Regions from separate parts of the Mus musculus genome. Here all the other regions are linked to region 1. The links are chromatin contacts, called in public HiCAR-type, HiChIP or PLAC-seq and promoter capture Hi-C maps. All regions are on one chromosome and are shown on one strand. Each heading gives the region's core, a stretch centred on a gene start, on an enhancer-like site or on the middle of the called end of the contact. The rest is flanking DNA. Distances are from core to core; before and after follow the strand shown. Region 1 holds the start of Rpl30 (ribosomal protein L30). Region 2 holds the start of Ankrd46 (ankyrin repeat domain 46). Region 3 holds the start of Pabpc1 (poly(A) binding protein, cytoplasmic 1). Region 4 has its middle 23 kb from the start of Snx31. Region 5 holds the start of A830021M18Rik (a long non-coding RNA gene). Region 6 holds the start of Ywhaz (tyrosine 3-monooxygenase/tryptophan 5-monooxygenase activation protein, zeta polypeptide). Region 7 holds the start of Sema5a (sema domain, seven thrombospondin repeats (type 1 and type 1-like), transmembrane domain (TM) and short cytoplasmic domain, (semaphorin) 5A).

What was found. Promoter capture Hi-C pulls out the DNA fragments that hold promoters and counts their contacts. HiCAR-type assays count read pairs that join an accessible place to other places. HiChIP or PLAC-seq counts read pairs in DNA pulled down with a chosen protein or histone mark. Capture Hi-C pulls out chosen DNA fragments and counts their contacts.
Region 2: a contact with region 1 is called in a promoter capture Hi-C map of adipose tissue, with 3 times the contacts expected there. The contact joins the promoter of Ankrd46 here to the promoter of Rpl30 in region 1. A contact is called at or near these places in 9 of 39 promoter capture datasets (the 3T3-L1 cell line, 3T3-L1-derived adipocytes, the HPC-7 cell line and 4 more), 1 of 115 datasets of contacts at active chromatin or transcription factors (astrocytes) and 2 of 9 other capture datasets (adipose tissue and liver).
Region 3: a promoter capture Hi-C map of 3T3-L1-derived adipocytes shows a contact between it and region 1, with 4 times the contacts expected there. The contact joins the promoter of Pabpc1 here to the promoter of Rpl30 in region 1. A contact is called at or near these places in 14 of 39 promoter capture datasets (the 3T3-L1 cell line, 3T3-L1-derived adipocytes, the C10 cell line and 9 more), 3 of 115 datasets of contacts at active chromatin or transcription factors (the NIH/3T3 cell line, astrocytes and large pre-B cells) and 2 of 9 other capture datasets (adipose tissue and liver).
Region 4: a contact with region 1 is called in a promoter capture Hi-C map of neutrophils, with 4 times the contacts expected there. The contact joins the enhancer-like site here to the promoter of Rpl30 in region 1. A contact is called at or near these places in 6 of 39 promoter capture datasets (the 3T3-L1 cell line, hippocampal neurons, liver and 3 more) and 2 of 9 other capture datasets (adipose tissue and liver).
Region 5: a contact with region 1 is called in a promoter capture Hi-C map of pre-B cells, with 4 times the contacts expected there. The contact joins the promoter of A830021M18Rik here to the promoter of Rpl30 in region 1. A contact is called at or near these places in 4 of 39 promoter capture datasets (the C10 cell line, the HPC-7 cell line, hippocampal neurons and 1 more), 1 of 115 datasets of contacts at active chromatin or transcription factors (astrocytes) and 1 of 9 other capture datasets (adipose tissue).
Region 6: an H3K27ac HiChIP or PLAC-seq map of large pre-B cells shows a contact between it and region 1, with 5 times the contacts expected there. The contact joins the promoter of Ywhaz here to the promoter of Rpl30 in region 1. A contact is called at or near these places in 3 of 39 promoter capture datasets (the C10 cell line, neutrophils and pre-B cells), 1 of 115 datasets of contacts at active chromatin or transcription factors (large pre-B cells) and 2 of 9 other capture datasets (adipose tissue and liver).
Region 7: a HiCAR-type map of astrocytes shows a contact between it and region 1, with 3 times the contacts expected there. The contact joins the promoter of Sema5a here to the promoter of Rpl30 in region 1. A contact is called at or near these places in 2 of 39 promoter capture datasets (liver and pre-B cells) and 1 of 115 datasets of contacts at active chromatin or transcription factors (astrocytes).

What each region holds. Positions count from the first base shown.
Region 1 is chr15:34,441,883-34,444,802 of GRCm38.p6, forward strand. Rpl30 (ribosomal protein L30) reads right to left here and starts at 1,394. Exons shown (of 5, transcript NM_001163485.1): 1 at 1,303-1,394; 2 at 1,143-1,195; 3 at 753-898. The coding sequence starts at 1,163.
Region 2 is chr15:36,495,276-36,498,085 of GRCm38.p6, forward strand. It overlaps Ankrd46 (ankyrin repeat domain 46), which reads right to left and starts at 1,516. Exons shown (of 5, transcript NM_175134.4): 1 at 1,452-1,516; 2 at 602-718.
Region 3 is chr15:36,607,663-36,610,362 of GRCm38.p6, forward strand. It overlaps Pabpc1 (poly(A) binding protein, cytoplasmic 1), which reads right to left and starts at 1,311. Exons shown (of 15, transcript NM_008774.3): 1 at 652-1,311. The coding sequence starts at 844.
Region 4 is chr15:36,577,231-36,580,102 of GRCm38.p6, forward strand. No RefSeq gene overlaps it. Among named protein-coding and RNA genes, the nearest start is that of Snx31, 23 kb to the left of the region's middle. Within about 2 kb of position 1,506, at least 121 of the 459 cell types and tissues checked have an H3K27ac peak or open chromatin away from gene starts, as enhancers often do. A contact at or near this core is called in adipose tissue, hippocampal neurons, liver and 1 more, where this site is marked.
Region 5 is chr15:36,724,798-36,727,723 of GRCm38.p6, forward strand. A830021M18Rik (a long non-coding RNA gene) reads left to right here and starts at 1,448. Exons shown (of 3, transcript XR_875150.3): 1 at 1,448-2,171. It overlaps Gm41297 (a long non-coding RNA gene), which reads right to left. Exons shown (of 3, transcript XR_875152.2): 1 at 2,918-2,926.
Region 6 is chr15:36,793,217-36,795,916 of GRCm38.p6, forward strand. Ywhaz (tyrosine 3-monooxygenase/tryptophan 5-monooxygenase activation protein, zeta polypeptide) reads right to left here and starts at 1,322. Exons shown (of 7, transcript NM_011740.3): 1 at 929-1,322; 2 at 263-459.
Region 7 is chr15:32,243,550-32,246,249 of GRCm38.p6, forward strand. It overlaps Sema5a (sema domain, seven thrombospondin repeats (type 1 and type 1-like), transmembrane domain (TM) and short cytoplasmic domain, (semaphorin) 5A), which reads left to right and starts at 1,264. Exons shown (of 23, transcript NM_009154.2): 1 at 1,264-1,750. It overlaps Snhg18 (small nucleolar RNA host gene 18), which reads right to left and starts at 1,113. Exons shown (of 2, transcript NR_038186.1): 1 at 833-1,113.

The sequences.
Region 1 (2,920 bases), core at 144-2,643:
CTACATAAGGGCTGCTGATAATATTACCCAAAAAATAAATACTTCAGTGCCAAGTTAAAGGATACAAATTGTTAAGATTTGAAAGTTCCACAGAACCTTGAGCTTAGAATGTGGCCCCACATACCAACAGTGCTCCAAAGTGCTTATGAGAAATGAACTTGAAGCTCCAGCCTGGACCCACTGAGTCTGAGCTTGTAATTTAGTAATGAATGTCTACGCTGCCACTATGAATCGACTGGCAAAGGTTTAAAATAAGACCAAACATTCCAAACTCTGCCACTAAGTATAGACACCTACATAAAAGGCTGAAGAGGTGTACAATTGCCATAGAAAAATCAAGGAGCGTATACTACACAAGCTTCTTCAGCTTACTTAAAATACTTGTTAGGTTCGAGTTAAAATAGTTAATCAAGAATGAACGTGTTCAGAAAATTGGACCCTGCCAAATAGGTGATTTCATGATACCATCACCTCCATAATCCAGCCAGAATTTTTCTAAACTAAAACAGGCACATGAAGCGGAGTGTTAACACTTCAAACCTTGAAAAATTCGGGATCGGGCTTCCCCCAGTCTGCGTGTATCATTTGTATACCTCCTGTCACACAACGTGCCTCAAAGGTACATTTACAAAAAACACACACAAAGCAAGGTCCAAACATCAGAAAGCAACCATCATTATTCTTCTTCCCAATGCTGGATACTGCACAGTGAATTTACAATAGGCTGCACACATCCAGGTTCCCTCCATTACCTCAAAGCTGGACAGTTGTTGGCAAGGATAACCAACTTCGCTTTGCCTTGTCTGATCATCTTCAGAGTCTGCTTGTAGCCCAGCACGTACTTCCCACTTTTCATAACAAGTTGGAGCCTAGAGTTGATCGACTCCAGAGACTTTTTCTACAATGCAAACGTTTGAGACTTGAACACCACTTGCAGTCATCTAAAACCAAACTCAGTTCCAGATTTCTGGAACTGAACCCTTTCATGATGTCTGAGACCATACAAAGAGCCTCTCGGATTCACTTTGAGACCCTGAAACGTCAGCGACAAGTCGTCCACCCAGTGTGCTCAAATCTATCCGCCCCGGCCCGACCCAGCTCTCCACGTGAACCGGCTTCCGGGCCCGATCGGCTTCACTCACCGTCTTCTTTGCGGCCACCATCTTCCTGCCTTAGGTGCGGGACAACCCCCAACCTAGCATACACAGAGGACAGAAGAGAGGATTATAATCCAGAGCGTCAAACACCAGCTAGCGGAGCTCCCCGAGCCGCCTAATCGTTTACCCCGCAGAGCTCACTCACCAACACCAGCCGCCAAGATGGCCGGGGAGCGAGAAAGGAAGGAGCTCCCACAATGCAAAGCTCTTCTAGGCCGACAGAGGATTGTGGGACCGGAAGCGGAAGAGAAGCCGGTCCGGGTCACAAGCAGAACAGCGCTTGCGAGAGTAGTCTGCGGTAGTTGGTTGCTATGGGGACCGGGTTACAACGCAGGCTGGGCTGCTGCGGCGTCTGGGCTCCGGCCTTCGGTTCTGGGCGTTTGTTCTGCTGCAGCGGGCTGACACCGCGGAGAGCCGGAGCTCGATGGGAGCTGACGACGAGGCCCAGGGCTCCGTGGCGAGGCGGCAGCGACCTGGCCTCTCCTGGGCTGGTCTCCGCCTGACGTTGTCTTGGGCGTGCTCCGGAAGGACCCCGGGCCGCCGGTTTACCCCGTGACTGCTCACCAGGAGCGGAGGCATCTCTGTCCACCCGCCGCTGATCTTCCTGTTTGCCGCTCCGTAGGACACACACCCCTTTTGCGGCGGTTTTATACCGTGTACTTGGGAGCCTACTTTGCACAGGGACCACAATTGAAAAAAAAAAAAAAAAAACCTGGTGAAGTGGCTGACGGGTAAATGCGCTTGTCGCTAAGTAGACGAATGAGTTCCAAACCCACGTGGTGGGAGGGGAGCGCCAAGTCCAGCAGGTTTTTCTTTGGCCTGCGCTTGAATGCTCACATACGTATACAGAAGTAAAGAAATAGTCGCAATACGAATAATTTAAAAAATCATTTTGCTACGAAACTTGGGCCGTTGTATAAATGTAGCATTCAAGGAAAAAAAAAAAAAACCTTGAAAGCCTCTACTATTTACGCACTAGCACCAACGAAAACCCAGGGCTGTTGAGATTGTTCAGTCAGTAAAGTGTGCTTGCCTTGCAAGCGTGGGGACCTGCATTTTATGCCTAAACCTCTCTGTCAATCCCCAGCCCCCAAAAGTCTGGCATGGTTGTGCACACTTGTAACTCCATTTGTGGAACAGATTCCCCAAGGCTGGCTAGCCAGCCAACCTAGTCTAACCTGTCAGCTCCAGGTCTCAAAGATCTTGTGAAAAATAAGGTGGACAACTACCGAGTAAGTACCCAGAAGTTGACCTGTGACCTCTGCCCAACTGCACAAGCACCTGTGCCACCAAATTTATATAAGCATGAAAAAGGAAACCCAGGGTAGTAGGTAAGCTGTATGGTGAGTTACTTTGCCCTGGAGGTTAGGAAAGGGAAGAACAACCCTGCCTCCCCTTAATTAAAATAACTTTAAAAACATCCATGAGTCATGCGGGTCGAGATGATCTATACCTATAATCCCACCCGGAGCTGGCAATCTCTGTGAGTTGATCTTTTGGAAAAAGAAAAAAAACGGAAACTAAAACATATTACTTAGCCAACACACACACTCTATGAGATAGTAACTGTGTTATTCTCACATTTTTACAGCTAGTGTATTACAGAAGTATGAATAGAACCAGGCCTGCAAATTAGGGTTTTTTGGTTTTTGTTTGTTTTGGTTGAGTCTTTTGAGACAGGATTTCTCTGTCTGTCCTGGAACTCACTCTGTAGACCAGGCTGGCCTCGAACTCAGAAAATCCAGAAATTTTACATTAAAATT
Region 2 (2,810 bases), core at 266-2,765, 2.1 Mb after region 1:
GTCACCATCACTTCTCCATGGTGACAGACTGGAGTCCTCTGTCTTTGTCTCCGCAATAGTAAAGGAACTTAGTTAGACTCTAACGCCCCAGTCTCTGGGACTGGGAAATCACATCCCCAGTCTCACAGTGCAAACCCTTGATCCTGCAGTCACTAGCTCAGTTTGCTTACAGGTTGTGCTGTGTATCCTTCGTTCCTCACCACGTAGCAGTTCTCTCCCACGTCTCTCTGGTATCCTGTGAGACACTAGCTTCTTGTAGGAGTCGGGGAATCTTTCTGCTTGGCAGAATGCTATGTGTGCAAGGTACACTCACTAGAACTGCTGTGAAAATACAACTAACCAACACACAGCTAATGTGGATAGACAATCACAGACGCACTCCTCCATCAAATCAACCTATGCTGAAACAGTAAGAATCCAGGACATTTAACTTTATTATCACTACAAGGCTTAAAGAACAAATGCATTTCTCATTAAACTCCCTTGAAACTAAAAGGACAGTGGCACAGGCTCTTGCATACTCCATAAGCATAAGTCTAAGAGAAACCAGTTCAGGCTACGAATTCTATCAATAAACAAAAATCTTAAGGAACACTACTACCTTTGCAAGGTAAAGGGATGCTGGCGTGAAGTCTTGGGCGTCTCCGGTCCCACTTAGTCTGCCAACTGTCTGGGCTTGGACAGGTTGACTTAAGACTCTGTGCCTCAGCTTCTTTATCTGCAAATCAGAGATGGTACTTGTCAGGGTTGTTGCAAAGATTTTAAAAAGGACCATTAGGCACAATATCTGACATGAAGATAGCCAGCTGTTACTGTAACATGAAAAATCACCACACCACTGATGGCACCTTGGGAAGCGCCTAAGTACTAATGCCACGTTCTGAAGAGTGGGCAGTGTTATTTACTCTTCAATAACACACACTTATTACATTCCGCAGCCAATTCTAGAGTCTGTGGAACGCTGTTAAAATAAATGTCTTCTCCCTAAGACGGTTGTTGGGAAATCCGGAGAGGAAGCAACTGCGTTTTAACGACGCGTGTCAAGTGTGAAAGTTCATGATCACCTGAGGCCTAAGCGCAAAGTGTGCAAATCTTTTCTCTCCGCGGATACCCTGGGCAGTGTGACAGTCCGGACAGATCACACGCACCTCCACAGCGCCCACGCACGCCCGGGCTTCGGTCTCCTCGTGAACCGCTAAGGTGTTGACAATTCCTAGCTATGCTTTGAATCCCTGCCTGGGAAGGACGCCGCCATCGGGCTGGGGCGTGGGCTGCCTGAGACCCGCGAATACCCGCGGGCATCATCCGCGCAAGCTCCCAGGCCTGACCCGGGCCCTCCTGCCAGCATCGCCCGCGCGGAAGCCGCTCGGACCCGCGCCGGGCTCCACGGCCCTCAGAGGAGCTGTCACCGGCTCCCGCCCAGCTGCTGCCCACGGCCCCGGCCCTGGTACCTGCGCCCGCGGCAGCAGTGATGGCAGCAGCTCCTCCTCTCCAGCGGCGACAGGCGGGGCGCGGACGACCACAGAGGTGGAGCTCGCGAGGGCAGAGCGGCCTCGCACCCCGCGGCGGCGCGCCCCCTGCAGGCGGGAGGCTCTCATGGCGGTTCGGCCTCTAGCCAGCATCGCGCACATTCACCCCTTTTAAAAAACATACATCCCATTCCCTCAACTAAGTAGAAATTTAAAAGGCAGAAACAAATATATTAAGTGCCACGCGCATTAATTTATTAGTTTAGGGCTGCAGGGGAGGTGTTTAAAATCTGAATCCACAAGTTAGCAAATAATGGCTGACAAGTCTACTCTAAGCTATAATCCTGCCGAGTTATTATTCAGAGTGAATGCTTACACCCACTTATAAGGGTTCCTTGACTTATCATGACATGTGAAAATGATGATACACCCATATATGGAACATTCTTTCACAGAGCTTCTCTCTCTCTCTCTATCTCTCTCTCTCTCTCTCAACTCCAGTCATATAGCCAAGGTGACTTCTTTTAAACACTGTTCTACAAATTCTAGTATCATCCAACCCACCAGATGACCCTGTAGGGTGTTGTCTGTTCAAGAATTACATCTAAGTCGTCCTCCCGCCCCCAGCCCCCGGCAATGTCAAATAGATGTATAGGAGTATTGCCTGGCTTAAGGAAACCTCATATTCCTTTCATTTAAGGATTATAAGAAGGCTGGAGAGATAGCTCAGTTGGTAAAGGACCTGCATTGCAAGCATAAGGTCCTGAAGTCACCCCAGAACCCACATAAAAAGCCAAGCATGCTGGCATGTGGTAATCCAAGTTCTGGCTAGTAGGAGATAGCTGGGTCTCAGTGGTCCCCCTGACCAGTCTGCCAGCCTGGGCTATTCATGGGCTTTAATGAGAGTCCTCTCAAAAAAAAATCAAGATGATTGGCTCTTAAGGTATGTCACCTGAGGCTGACCTCTGGTCTCCATGTGCAAGTGCATGTTAAGTGTTTGCACACTCATGTTTGTGAATGCATGGGCCTGTGCACATATACACACACAGGCCACACACCAGGGCAGGGTGAGCTCAGCCATCCCCAGGGCTGCCAATCATCTTTAGCTATTTAACATTTACTTGTGCAGTGACTGACTATAAATATTCTGTAAATTGGGGATACATTAATCAATTTGTCAGTGGCTAAGTCCATAATATCTTCATATATGCCCATGCACTGTGCCAAATCATTGGGTAATTTAAATGATAATTCTATTCTTACAATTTATTCTTCCCCGGTTGGTGTATCAAACAACTTGAGAGTTTATTGATTGTATTCTAATTTATCTTTTCTTCTTCA
Region 3 (2,700 bases), core at 61-2,560, 2.2 Mb after region 1:
AGATCTAATTTGTTTGAAAATGAGCCAAGGAGTCTGGTGCCCTAGAGTCTTCCACATCCCCTCCTCCACGGCATGGTTAAAGAATACTTCATCTAGGGAAAACCCCAAGCAATTATATATGGTATAAGGTGCCTTTCCTGGTCCACAGGTCAGAGATGTGCTATTAGGAACGAGCTTACGACCCTAAGGACCACCACCACCAGGCATCACCCTATTTAACTTTCTTCTAAAGCCTAGGGCTCCTCCCAGCGATTGAGCCACCGGCAGGAACAGGCCTCGGGCCTGTGAGGTTACAGGGTTCAACACGTGGTATTTCCCAACACTGAATCGTACTTCCTCCCCGGCCTGACTGCCGGGCCAGGGCAGGGGATGGAGGGGTACCTCCACCCGCCGCTCCAGGAGGGTACTCGAAACCCCCGAATCCCACAGCTTGTGGCGGGAGCGCGGTGAAGGCTATCTCAACCACCCTCCGGGCGCGTCATCGCCCTAAAGTTTGAGAGCGACCGATGGCGAGAAAATGGTCGCAGAGGAGGAAGTGCCGGCCCGCGAGGGGCTGCGGCGCCGTGCCCTCCCGCCCCCTCGCCCGCCCCGCTAGGCCCGCCGCCCCGGCCGCATGGCCGCCCGCCCGCCACCCTCCGGCCTGCCGCTCACCGTCCGCCGGCTGCTGGAAGTTCACGTACGCGTAGCCCAAGGAGCGGCGGGTGATCATGTCCCTGCAGACCCGGATGGAGAGGATGGGCCCGGCCGGGCTGAACTTCTCGTAGAGCATCGCCTCGGTCACGTCGGGGTGCAGGTCCCCCACGTACAGAGAGGCCATGGGGTAGCTGGGGGCGCTGGGGTTCATCTCGGCACGGCTGCCCGCGGGGCCGCAGGCCGCGACCTTTCCCGTGAGAGGAGGAGAGCGAGTGCGGGGCCGGGGGACGGAGCCGGGGGGAGGGGAGCGGGGGCGAGCGCAGAGGGACAAAATTCAACCGGAATCGACGCGTACTCAACGGCCGTGGAACCGGGGGAGCGAGGCTGGCGGTGCTGGGTCCGGGCGGCAGGAAGGCCTCGGTCTCTGGGTTCCTGCTTGGAGCTGCGGGGCCGCGGGCGGGCGGGTCGGTCTCGGCTGCTTCACCGGGTTATTTTATAAAAGAGGAAGAAAAAAAATAAAAGTCTCCGGCGGGGGAGACGCGGATTTTTTTGTAAATTTTTTTTGGGTTTTTTCAAAGGATTTTTTAGATTTTTTTTGGATTTTTTAATAATAAATGTGTGTTCCGAGCCCGGAGCACACACTCCGCACTCTCAGCACTAACCGCCGGGGAGAAGGGGAAGCACCGCCTCCTGCACCCTCTACTTATACCCCCCGCCGCACTCGCCCCGCCCACGCGCGTCTGACGCCAGGGCCCTACGCGAGCGACGGCGCCGGAGGAGGCGGAGGAAAGCGCAGAGGAAGGGAGAGGTGGCGGCGGCTGCCGCTGCTGCGGGCGTGGGGGTTGGGCCCGAGGCGGGGCGGGGCTTCTGCGCAGGCGCCACAGCCAGGGGCCGACTTCCCGCTGCGCAAAGCCAGGAAAGGGCGGGACGGCCAGTGGGCGGCCTCGGCGCGGCCGCTGGTCACGCCCCTTGCGCACACGCCCCGCCCCCGCCCGAAAGAGCGTTAACCCGTCAGCGCAGCGGGTGGGCAGCGCGCGGGGCTTCCGGGTTTCTGGGCGCCAACCGCCCCCCACGTGCGCGTCTAGTGGCGGCCTCTTCCCTCCGCCCCGGCTGAGGTTCTGCTTCGCTAGCCCCCCACCCCCGAGCGGCGCTGGAAACGGGTGGGCGGGCGTGAGCCTTGCCGGCCGGGTTTCCTAGGTGTGCGCGGAAGGAGGCAGGGTAACTGCCTCGTTCTCCTACCCGGACCGCACTACGAGTCCCAGCGGGCAGCGCCGCCACGCGCGTGGGCCGCGGAAGCGGTGCCTGCCGGGAGCTGGAGTTCTCAACGGCCGCGGGCTGGCTGACCTCAACCGGACCCCAACCGTCCCGGGCGTGACCCAGCACGGGTCCGCGGCCCCGACGAGGGGGAGGGGAGGGGATGGGATAAAGGCAGTTGGGAGTCTGGCGCTTAAGATGTTCTGTTGGAATCACTTAGCCACTTCCTACATTTTTTACAGTGGTAAAAAGGACTCGAAAAAAAAATTTTTTTTCCTTTAAAGTATGCGTTTCTCATAATTACTCGGTATCTGTCACTCTTACCCAAACAAACCTGGATAGCCTGCTTAACTAGGCGTGGTTGGCCACGCTTTTAACCCACTTCACCAGGCGTGGTGCCCACGCCTTTAACCCAGCTTTGGAAAGGCAGGAGGGGTTTGCAGATCTCTGAGGTCAGGGCCACCCTAATCTAGCTCTTGGATGCCAGGGTTTGGGGATTAATATAAATGATTGATAGGCACAAATATATCAACTCGTAGAAATGACATTACATCAACCCAAAAACTCCACTTTAGTAGGTTTTACAGTTTTTGAAGTCCTCTATAAACATCCTTTGACAATGATGTGTGGGAAGTGAAGCAAATAGTACTATTTTTACCGTTAATGGTGTCAGAAGTTAAATGACTGCTCAGCTCTTCAATGATCGTTAGCCTAGCCTATTGCCTAGTGTAAATTAGTTATAACTCTTCTCAGTTAGAATTTAAGTCCGGAGACTCTTACACAGATGCTGTCCCCTCTCCCCCATCTTCACCT
Region 4 (2,872 bases), core at 256-2,755, 2.1 Mb after region 1:
GCAGGGCATGGTGACATATTCCTGTCACCCCAGCACTGTGGGTGCAGAGAGAGGCAATCTCTAAAGCTCACACCAGCCAGAGTAGCAGAAGCAGTGAGCTCCAGAGACTGTCTCCAAAAATAAAGATGATCAGGAAAAGATGAGGGGTGGCAACCTTTGGTTTATACACACGCACACGCACACACATGTATATACATATACTTGCACACCCATCGACACATATCCACACTAACAATTACATATACTACACATACACATACAGGTGCACACACATAGGCACACACAGGCACACCACATACACACACAATAAATAAATCAATCTTGTCCCTACAAGAACACATATATAAAAGGGTTGGTGAGCTCACTCAGTGAGTAGCAAGACTTGTTATACAAATCTGGTGATGAGAGTTCAATCCCTGGAACCCCCAGAAAGGTGGAAGGAAAAAACAGCTCTGCAGAGCTATTCCCTGACCACCATACCCCACATATAAGAATAAATAAAAAGAATAAATGACTATTCTCAAGAGAATAGTCCTAACAACATCCTTCATAATAAATTAGAACACAGAAAAAAATCATTAAATAAGGACCCAATAAACAAAATGTGGATTTTGTTTATGGATTTCACACAGTGAAATAGAATTCTATTGCTTAAGACACTGGCATGAGCACCGCTGCATGAGCCTCAGGGATAAAGCTTGCAAACAGGGAGACAAGCCAGAAGCAAAGGCACTAAACTCATCACTTGATTTATATCAATCTCCAGAGTAGGTGACTCTGTAGACTCAGAAGTAAAAACTGTGTTGCCTGGGAGTGGGGTTTTGGGAAGTGAGATCACAGACAGAGGGTTTTTTGAGTTTTTTGAGGGATGGTTAGGGTGGTGGTTGCATAACCATGCGTGTGTTCAGCAAGCTCGTTGAACTGTACAAATTTTTTTAAAGATTTATTTGTTTGTTTATTGTGTGCGTGAGTACATTGCCACTCTTCAAACACACCAGAAGAGGGCATCAGATCTCACTACAGATGGTTGTGAGGCACCGTGTGGTGGCTGCAAATTGAACTCAGGACCTCTGAAAGAGCAGTCAGTGCTCTTAACCGCTGAGCCATCTCTCCAGCCCCTGAACAGTACACTTTAAATGGGTGAGTTACAACATATGTAAATAACAGCCCAATAAAACTGTCACCAGAGGAATTAAAAAATAAGCCATCAGACCCCTCGCTGCTCCATCCTGTCCTGTTCGACGCCAGATCTTCTGACCGGGTCCTCCAAGGGGCAGGCCCTGAGGAGTGGATGGATGTCAGCACTTCCTGGGAGTTCGCGATGCCGCTGAATTGTGTAGTCCTCAGACTGGATGGCTGATCCTCACTTTCAGATCCGGAGAGAGCAAGGGCCAGAAAGCCAGCCAGGGCTCCCTCGGCAGCAAGCAGCCGCACCAACACTGGTCTCTGCATAGCAGTTGCTTGTGAACTTCCGCCTCTTGACAGAATCTTACAGATTAAGATTGGCACATGGCGCCCCCCTGTGGACTACTGCAGAAGGCTCCGCGTTCACACTGCTGCCAGGCTTTGCAGCACTCATGCTCCTGAGGGAAAGAAGTTCCCGTTCTCCCTCCCACGGTGGGACTGGCTAACAGACAGACAAGCCTCCACTCTGACTCCCTCTTGCCCAGGCAGTTGTCCTTTGTGTGCAATGTCTTTGCTAATTGCCCAAATACTTCCAAGAGAAAGATACAATCAGGGGGAGCCATCAAGAACTTAGGCAGTCCACGATCAAGTGGGCACAAAAAGTACTTATCACAAGTACAGCAGTGCCCTGTTCTCCAAGTTCAGTCTTTGCTGATCAATTAAACTGATGTTTTTCTTTCAATTTTGAGGATTGAGCCCAGGGTCTAGGCAAATGCTGTACCACTGAGCATATCTGTAGACTGTGTGTGTGCTTGTATGTGTATCCATGTATATGTGGGGTGTGTGTGTGTGTGTGTGTGTGTGTGTGTGTGTGTGTAGGACCAGTACTTTATTCTACAAAGAAGAGGGTCTTTCACTGGGTCTGGAGCTGACTGAATGGCTAGAATAGCTGACCAGGAAGCCCCCAGTGATCCTTCCACTTCAGCTCTCCCAGGGAGGGGATTACACACACCCAGACTCTCACGCTAGTGCTGGGATCCAAACTCAGTCCTCATGTATGTACAGTGAACACTTTACATCTGAGATCGATATATATATCTGTCTGTCTACCTATATAAAGTGTGTGTGTGTCTGTGTATTCTATCTAGCTATCACCTACCTATCTATCATCTATAGCTCTCTCTTTAAATTTTACTTATTTTGACATGGGGCTCAATAGGCTGTCCCAGCAGACCTTTGACTTGTGACCCTTGTGCCTGTCTCCTGAGTAGCTAGGATGGCAGCCCTGTGCCACCAGGCCCATTCTGATTGGACTAGTTCTTGATAAAGGCTTGCTGTAGTGGCTCCACTTGCAAGTGGTGAGGTTGCCCTTTAACATGGGTCTTCTAGAAATCACAGCATACATTCTAACACCAATTCCTGATGTTGGTTATTCAAGTACAGCTTCCAAGGAGAAGAGAGAGTGTGATTTTAGGCAAAAGATCTCCCAGGTAGCCCTCATAGTACTGTCCAGGGCATATAACAACATTTAGTTCAATCTGTTGATTACCTGTCTACTGGACAGCTTATGTATCTTATCTGCACAAATCTTCCCGATAACCCACAGGAGTTGTTATCATTGCTTTACAGTGGAAAACACTAAGAAGGGCTGAGTGGGGTGAGCAGTAGAGTAGGGTTCACGCTCAAATCTTTGCACCTGTTTGTTCTCTCGCTGCCTCCGACCCCTTTCTGACTTTAGCACCACAAG
Region 5 (2,926 bases), core at 198-2,697, 2.3 Mb after region 1:
GTTACAACGAGTGTGCCACTGTAGTGTGTTCTAGCTCTGCATCAGCCCCCACTTCTGTCTCTATTCTACAGGCTTTGAGCAAAATGGTGTATGCCACCCTCAAAATATGAGGAATAGCTGAAGAAACCTGTATTCTGCATCTTCATCTGCCAACCTCTGGAGACCACTGACCTATAAACTCCATAAACTCCGGCTTTCCCAGACTGTCCCATGCTGGACTCATGAGCACCTTGACACAAGTCTTTGGGCTTCACTCTGTGGGGAGCCGCACTCACATTTGCCATTATAAGATGGCGCTGACAGCTGTGTTCTAAGTAGTAAATAATCTGCACATGTGCAGGGGCAGTTTTCCCGCCATGTGCTCTGCCTTTTTTGTGATGACAACTGGGCCAATGGGCTGCAGCCAATCAGGGAGCGACACGTCCTAGGCGGAGGATAATTCTCCTTAAAAGGGACGGGGTTCTGGCACTCTTTCTCTTCGCCTCTTCGTCTCTTCGTTTCTTCTTCTCTTCATCTCTTCGCCTCTTCGTCTTTTCCTCTGCTCTCTTCCTCTGCTCTCTGCCTCTCTCCCTCTCTGCCCCTCTCTCTGCCTCTCTCTCTGCGTCTCTCTGTGTCTCTCTCTCTCTCTCTTCCTCTCTGCCTCTCTCTGCCGCGCTCTTCCTCTCTTGCTCCTGAGTAAGCAATAAAGCTTTGCCGCAGAAGATTCTGGTTTGTTGCGTCTTTCCTGGCCGGTTGCGAACGCGTGTAAGATCACTCCTCTAGCAACATTCAGCTAATGGAACATCCCCATGTTTTGTGTAGCTCCTCTGAGCTCAGCACAAAATGGAGAATTCCCTTTTTCTAGCAGGGCTTCCACTTCTCTGACTACCCCCCCATCCTCTACCTGAGGAAGGTAATGGGGTCCTTGGCAAACCTACAAATTCCTCTCCCTACACCCCATAAGAACCTGCCCAGCAAATACCTGGGATTCCTGGAGAGCTTTTCCACACAAAAGAGGCGTTCCCAGTTCACTGAGCTCCAGCCAGTCATCAACATTCACCCTGAAAACTCCTCTCCACTCTCCAAAGTTCATATACAGCCCTTGTCCACCCAAATAAAGTAAGTGAGCACCAGCTATTTCACTGAAGACCATCTAAGAGCCACTTCATTGGGAGTCATCTAAAAGAGCTGTAAGACTAAAATCGCCAGAGAAGGCCTTCCTTGGTGAAGCCCTCCACCCCATGCCCACATGTGAGTTCAGCTGGACTGAGAGCCAGTCCCAACCTGTTCCAGACTCCACTTCATCCTTCAAGCCTGGTGCCTGGACACCCTGAGGGAGGAAACAGAGGACAGAGAAGCACTTCTGGCACCCAACGCGGCCCACAGCTGGAGGAAGCTAACATACACCTGGGAGGATGCTGGTACTTGATGGGCTGGGCTATGTCACAAGAGGGTGTGGTACAGACCTTTGATGGGCTGGGCTATGTCACAAGGGAGTGTGGTACAAATGCTTGCCATATAATGCTTTGCTATTGCTCTCCTGGTTGGGTCACCAATCTTTAGACACTTAAATTGTCTAAATGTAAAGAGAATTAATGTCACTACAGGCTGCTAAAGAGCAGAAGTTACTGTTGGCATGACCTGGCAATAGCCAGGTATGCCTGGCTCACTCTAAAAGGGTCTGCATGTCTCTTCCTCGCTGTCTGATCCTCTTTCTTACTACCTGCCCCTTCTCCCGCTCCCCCCTTCCTCTCCCCATGTGTTCCTGGCCTGCTTCTCCCTCTCCTCTCCCCACCTCCCGCCTTTCTCTGCCTCCCACCTTCCCCATGCCCTAAATAAACTCCATACCATGCCTCAGGGGGAGGGGATGCCTCAGCGGGGGCCTGTGGAGGCAGCCCTTCCACCTCACCCACCATACAGCGCCTCTACCAACACGGGTGCTGTGCCTGGGATTTAGAAACTCACAGGTTGCATGAGCTCATATTTCCGTGCTGCCACATGGACTTTGCAGCCATGGGATGGATCTCTTGCTAGACCTCTCCACCCAAGCACTGGAGAATTGGTAAAGCTCCCTACTCTCACTGGTCAGCATAAACGCCCTCTGGTCCCAAGGGAGGGCTGTTGAGCTTGCAGCCACCCCGTGGTGTCCTGGTCTTCTTACTGATGCTTCGTTCTCGGACCTCTACCCCTGGGTGAGTGCTCTCTCTGTCTCTGTCTCTCTTTCTCTGACGGTTTTTCTCTTGGCTTCTCTTGCACACTGCTGAAAAAATCCTACGCTTAGGCAAACCATCCTCCCTCAGGCTCTGAGCCCCACACACAGCTCGTGCACTGGTCCCGCAGCTCAGCTGCTAGTTCACTGCGTGGCTGGTGATCTGTTTTGGCTGCCTCTGTTTCTAGCTATCACATTTGTACTAGAGACACCGGGGAACGGGGAAGTCACTTGCTCCTATTCTCACCCAGAAGGGAATATCTTTGCTAGCACGTCTCCTGGTTAAAATTTGGCCCCTATACCCATCAAAGAATAACTCTAAATGGCCGTTTACTGGAACTTTAATAGCAAACTTTTACAACTCTCTAGCTAGCGATCTGTAGACCATTCCCTACCCCACGTTTTCTTGCTGCTTGCTCTCCACTCCCGGTTCCCTGCTCCCCTGATTCTGCCGCCACCACGTACTTTCCATCCGCCCCTCACTCTCTGTTCAGGGCGGTGCTGCCTGACAATCCTGAGCTCTCCACATTCCCCCTTGCTGTCTCCCTCCCTGTTTGACCTGACTCCACAGCAGCCAGTTGACTAGAGCTCTGGCAGCAAGGACACAGCTGCAGCTACGGCCCCCCAGCCCCGCCTACTCAACCCTGCCACCCAGTGCTCTGTGGCACGGCGTGATCTCTCGCGCGCGCCCCACCGCCCTGAGTGCCTGGAGCACACTTGCTCTCCAACCTGAGCAGA
Region 6 (2,700 bases), core at 72-2,571, 2.4 Mb after region 1:
GGGCGGATCGCGGTCGCCCTCGGGAGCGGGAGCCCCTGGGTCTCGCGCGTGGGCGCCTCATCCGCCACCCCCACCCCGGGGACCAGAACGGGGCGATGAGCAGCCCGGCAGGCCAGAAGCAAGCGGCCGGGGGCGGCGGTGGGCGCCTGCCCGGGCCCGGCAGAGCCGAGCCGCCGCCCGGGTCCTCCTGAGAAGACCCCTCTCGGGCCGCAGCGCGGCGGCGGGCTGAAGGGACCGGAGGCCGACTCGGGCGGCTCCTCACCTGTGTCCGGAGTGGGTGGCGGCACACGGACGCGGCTCGGCGGTCTCTGGGCGGCGGCGGCAGCAGCGGTGGCGGCGAGGCTGAGACTCTGTCCCTGATCTGGCTGCTCACAGGCTACAGCCGCTCCGCAGACACGGGGTTTCCTCCAATCACTAGCCCCGGCAGCAGGGGCACCACACGCACGATGACGTCAAACGCTGCTATGGCAACCGTTGATTGGTGCCCACAGTTCTCCGGCCCGGCGCAACCGCCGCTCCCCTGCGCGCGCCCGGCCGGCCCGCCCGTGCCCGAGGGCGAGCGGAGGAGAGCGCGTACTCGCGCTCCGCTCCGCTCCCGACCCTGCCTTCACCCGCGTGCTCGGTTCGCTCCCCGCCGCCCCCGCGAGCTGCCCTCCCTCCCCGCCCCTGCGGCCCGCGGAAGGAAGCCTCTCCCCGCCCCCACCTCACTGGCGGGCACATCCGGGACCTTCGCGTTCCCCCCCACCCCCTTCCCGCTCGGCCGCCCTCTCTCTGCGCCGGTAATGGCGGTGGGCGGGTTGCGGGGCAGGGTGAAGGCAGCTCTACTGCCAGGGCATTGTGATCAGAAGCCGAGAGTAGGGCAGCGGCTCCGCCAACGCCGGGGCAGGGAGGCCCGGGCGCGGCTGCTCCCTCGGGCGGCCCGCTTTACCTTCTGGCTGCAGGAAGCGGCCTTAGACCTTTTAAGGCTGGGAAAAGCGCGAGGCTGAATGACGCCCTGCCTTTCCAGTCGCGAGCTCGGCGTCCACACCGTGACAGCCGCGGGGACAATGGGTGGTCGCTGGGAGGAGCGGGGAAAGGGTTGGGCTAGCGGGTTGGACGTGATCGTAGAAGCCTGACGTGGGGCGAGGCGGGGAAACAGGCTAGAACACACCGAACTGTTGTCGTGGGCTGCACTTTACCCTCTGTAGAGCTTTCATTGGGAGACACATTGTTCCTAATTAGCGCATTGTAAGAGAGTGACCGACCCTTTTAGGTCCTGGAAGCAAGGTTAGGGAGCGTGGCCGTTCCTAGGGCTCTAGCTGGAGGAGGAGCGAGGCTCCTCCGCCCGGAAAGGGGGGGGGGGGAGGAAAAGGGCGGAAATTGCAGGTGCCTGAACCCGCAAGGTCTCCACCCAGGAGACGGAAGTTGAAAGGAGATGCAGTCTCTATGAAGAATCTGTCCTTGCTCTCTTTAAATGTGCGCCTCTGAGCTAAAATATTTTCACTGAGCCCCTTCTGGGGCCTACACTAAGCACAACTGGAAAAAGAACCTCAGGAATTCAGCCCCAGAGCCCCCTGGAAGACTTCATGACAAGCATTCTTTCCCTACCACTGTCTTTCATCAGAATGTTGGTTACATTGTTTGAATCACAAGTTTGTTGTACAAATTATAATTTGCCTGAAATGACAGCTAGGTAGAGATTTGCCTGTGACCAGTTCAGTGTCGCTCCCCTCGCCAACCGCCCTCCCCCCTCCCAACACACACACCGGTTTCCACAGCAACAGATAACATGCTAAGCAGATGAGCAAATTAATTCAGGTTTTATCTCCAAGATACTGAAGTCAACTTACTTTGGCTGTAATGTAAATTCTTTCAGGGAGTGACTCACTTAAAATGACTATTTCAAAAGCTTTTATGTTTGCAGTTTTGTAGTAGGTGCTAGAAATTTGACAGAAGATACTAGGTTAAATCTTTTGTAAAATGGAAATGTCTGTTAATGTCTGTAATACACGTCTATATGGAATATACACCTCAGGGAAAGTTAAGAGATTTCTCTGCATAAATTGCAGACTTGTTTTGGAAAATAGTTTGGGCTTTTGCCTTGTGCATTAACTAGCAAGGTTTCTTTGTGTTTTAATAAACCAAAAGGTGCTTTTAGTTTTTACAAACTCCAATCAACATGTTTGCCTAATAAAGGCATAATAAGGCTGCAAGGGGGCCAGAATTAGATTTGCCATGGAAGGTCAACTGAGAAGAATTCTAAAGAATAATATGTAGCAAAGCCAAAACCCAGAGCCTATAGGCCTGAAGTATGGGGAAGTTACTGGTGAGTTTGATTAGCTGCCCAATTGTCTTCCTGTCTTCTTTACTTGGGTCTTACTTCATGCAGTTGATGTCTCCGCTATACTTTGATAGGCACAGTAGTAAAATATCAGCAATAAAAGTACTACCATCTGTGGCTGAGGAATGCATGTGTGTTTTCTCCATGTAGTTTACTGTAATTACATTTTGGGAACAATAAGGGTGGTAGCTGTCCCTGGTGTTCAAAACCCAGTGAAAACGAAGTGAAACAGTTAAAAGTGGTAGGTCTAAAGTTCAGAGATGAACGTGTTAGCCCAACACTAGACATTTCATTCAATTTCTGTCCCATGTTACACAGTAAGGTAAAGAGTTCAAGTAAATTAGCATCAGTCTGTCATTCCAACTGGAAACACGTGTCAA
Region 7 (2,700 bases), core at 14-2,513, 2.2 Mb before region 1:
CCTCTTGAATCTCTGTGGTCCTGGATGAGCGGTGACACATTCCAGCTATTACCCGGTCCCTGTTTAGCATCATGGAACCCTCACAGAGGCCCCGAACTGTCACCGGCGCCCCTATCCCCTACCAGGGCACATTTGCAACCTGCCAATACCAGGATGTGATTGTGGCAAATGGGAACATCCTTAGGTCTTGCAGCTAAGAAACTCATTGATGAGGTTCCTTATGCAAAAGCACCCGAGGCCACCAACAAGGCCCGATATGGGAGGAAAACCTGAAGACATCGTTCCTTTACCCTATCCTGAGGGAAAAGGATCGCCAAGCATGGCTGTAGGGGCAGGGATCCACGGTTTCTGACTTTATCCTGTAATTTCCCCTCTTCACAACCTTGTATGTTGTTTAGAACTTGGTGAGTTGATCACTTCCTTAGAAGGAGAACTGAACAACGCGTCAATAAAGCTGCCTTCCCAAGGCATTTACTTTGCGTTCCAAGATAAACTTTTTGCCCCCATGCTCACTCAGTAAACTCCCAAGATACTTGCGGAGTACCAATTAGCCCAGCTGTTTCTGTCCATGAGGTAACCCTCTCCTAATTCCCATTAGGGCTACTTGGGAACCTCTTGCTCTATTTCCTTGGATGGCAGATTTATTCATTTCTCTGATCTATCCTTTTCAAGAACTGAGAGCCTTGCTGGGCCCAGCTCGCCTGTAAGAATCCGCGGCGGGCCCCTCACCACCCCCAAAGCACACCCCAGTCTTCTTATGATGACACAGAAGAACTGAATCTTAAACTTCCACTTTCTTCCCACCCGCGATCCGCCGGGGGCACGCACTTACCTGGAGCTTAGGCAGGCCTAGCAGACGCCACGTCTCTGGTTTGGGTTGAACTGCCTCCAGCCCTTTATACAGCCCATCCTGCAAAGTAGCCACGTAGGAGCCACCGGGCAAGGGGCGGGTAGCCAAAGAAGGTCTCTTCCAGGCGAGGAAGGGAGTTCGAAAAAAGTCACCAGTTGGGTGAGCTTGCACTCTGGTGGCACAAATAGAACTCCTGGGGTGTGTAGAGAGCCCCCTGGGGAGTGTTTGGGGGTCCCATCTCGGGAAGAGGCGGGGCTAGAGGAGGGGCCTGGGAAGGTCAGGGGTGGGTGGGGCGCTCAGTTTGCACGCGGGAGGGGCGGAGTAGGGGAGGTGCGGCGGAGGGGGCGGGGCGGGGGCGGGGCGAGGCGAGGCGGTCCTGTGCTCCCCGCCCCGAGCTCTGGGCCCGCTCACCCAGCGCTGGTCTACTCGCTAGGAAGGCGGCGTCAGCAGCGGCTGCTCACGCTGTGCCCACTCCCGCGCGCGCTGCGCTCCCGCCGCGGGTGGGCTCCTCAGCCCTTGGCTGACGGTGGCCCCAGCCTTGTGGCGACCTCTGTATCCCACCTTCCCACTGCGGGGGCGTCCCGGCACGTGCAATCCTTTTTGGGGGTGTTCTTGGTTCCCACGCGCAGCTACTAAGCAGAGGGTACCCAACTTTGCCACCTCACCGGTCGCCCTCTCTCGGCGCGAGCCTGTCCACTCAGCTGCACAACTGGAGACTCCGGCAGACTAGCTGGTCCCCAGCCTGGCGCGCTGCGAGAGGAGGATAGCTCTGGAGAAGTGGCGGGGTGCAGTGGTGGCGGCTGCCTCGACTTCCCTCGTAGTACACTGAAGAGGACCCTTGGAGCAGCTCCGGGCCCCGGGGCGCTGGATGACTAGCAGGAGGAACGCGCCCGGCATCTGGTGAGCTCTCTCCCCGCAGAGTCCCTGAGTGTCATAGCTGAGACCCTGCACGTGTGAACTGGACTCGGCACTGGTCCATTTGCGGGTGGTGTAAGTCTCTGGTAGGGTCACTCTGCAGACACCTGGGTGGGGACAACCTGGCAGAGGCGCGTGCAGGACTACCATCAAAGCGGGGGCGGTCGCAGTGGAGATAGTGCACGGGCTGGAAGTTTGTGTCTTAGCCTTTCCCTGGATACGAGCGTGGATTGAGAAGGTCCGGGTGTGCGACCGGTCAGTGGGCAAGCCTGCACCTCGGCCAGCACCTTTCAGGTACCCGTGGAGATCTGTGTGCGTAATCCGCGCTAGGCCAGGCTTGCTTGGTGGGATCTGGAACCGGGATTGGTGGTCGGAATCGCCTACCTCCCTGCACGGTGGACTAGGGGACATTTATTTTCCTGCTCTCTGCACAGGGGCTCTGCGGTGTTCGTGAAAATCTGGGGTTAGTGGGACCAGGGCACAACTCCGCCAGGGTGTTTTGCTGAGGAAGACTAAGGCAGGGATGGCGAAGCCTGGGGCTTCAGCAGGATGAGCTCCAATCGCAGAGCCCCCGTCTGCGGGCAGCCCAGCCGCACGCATTTCATACCCGGGTTCACGGTCTGGGGCCAGGAGAAGATCGGTGCTCAGGATATTCCGAGGAACTGTTGGAGGGGAGTGATCTCCGGCGATCGCCCTTGGAATTGGGCCCAGAGCGGGTAGGTCCCGGTCCCGGTACCCCTCACCTCCCGCCCCGGGCTTTGGCGGGAAGCGCTTTCACGTCCTTTTTTGTTGTTTGTACCTGGATGCGGTTGCCTTGAGTTGGGTTTTAACTTTCCTGCGCCTGCGGCGTCCCGGAGATTCCCGGCAGGGGGCGCCAAGAGCGAGCTTTCGGAGAGGATGTCACAGAGCTTGTTAGTGTTTTTGTCCTGGGCAAA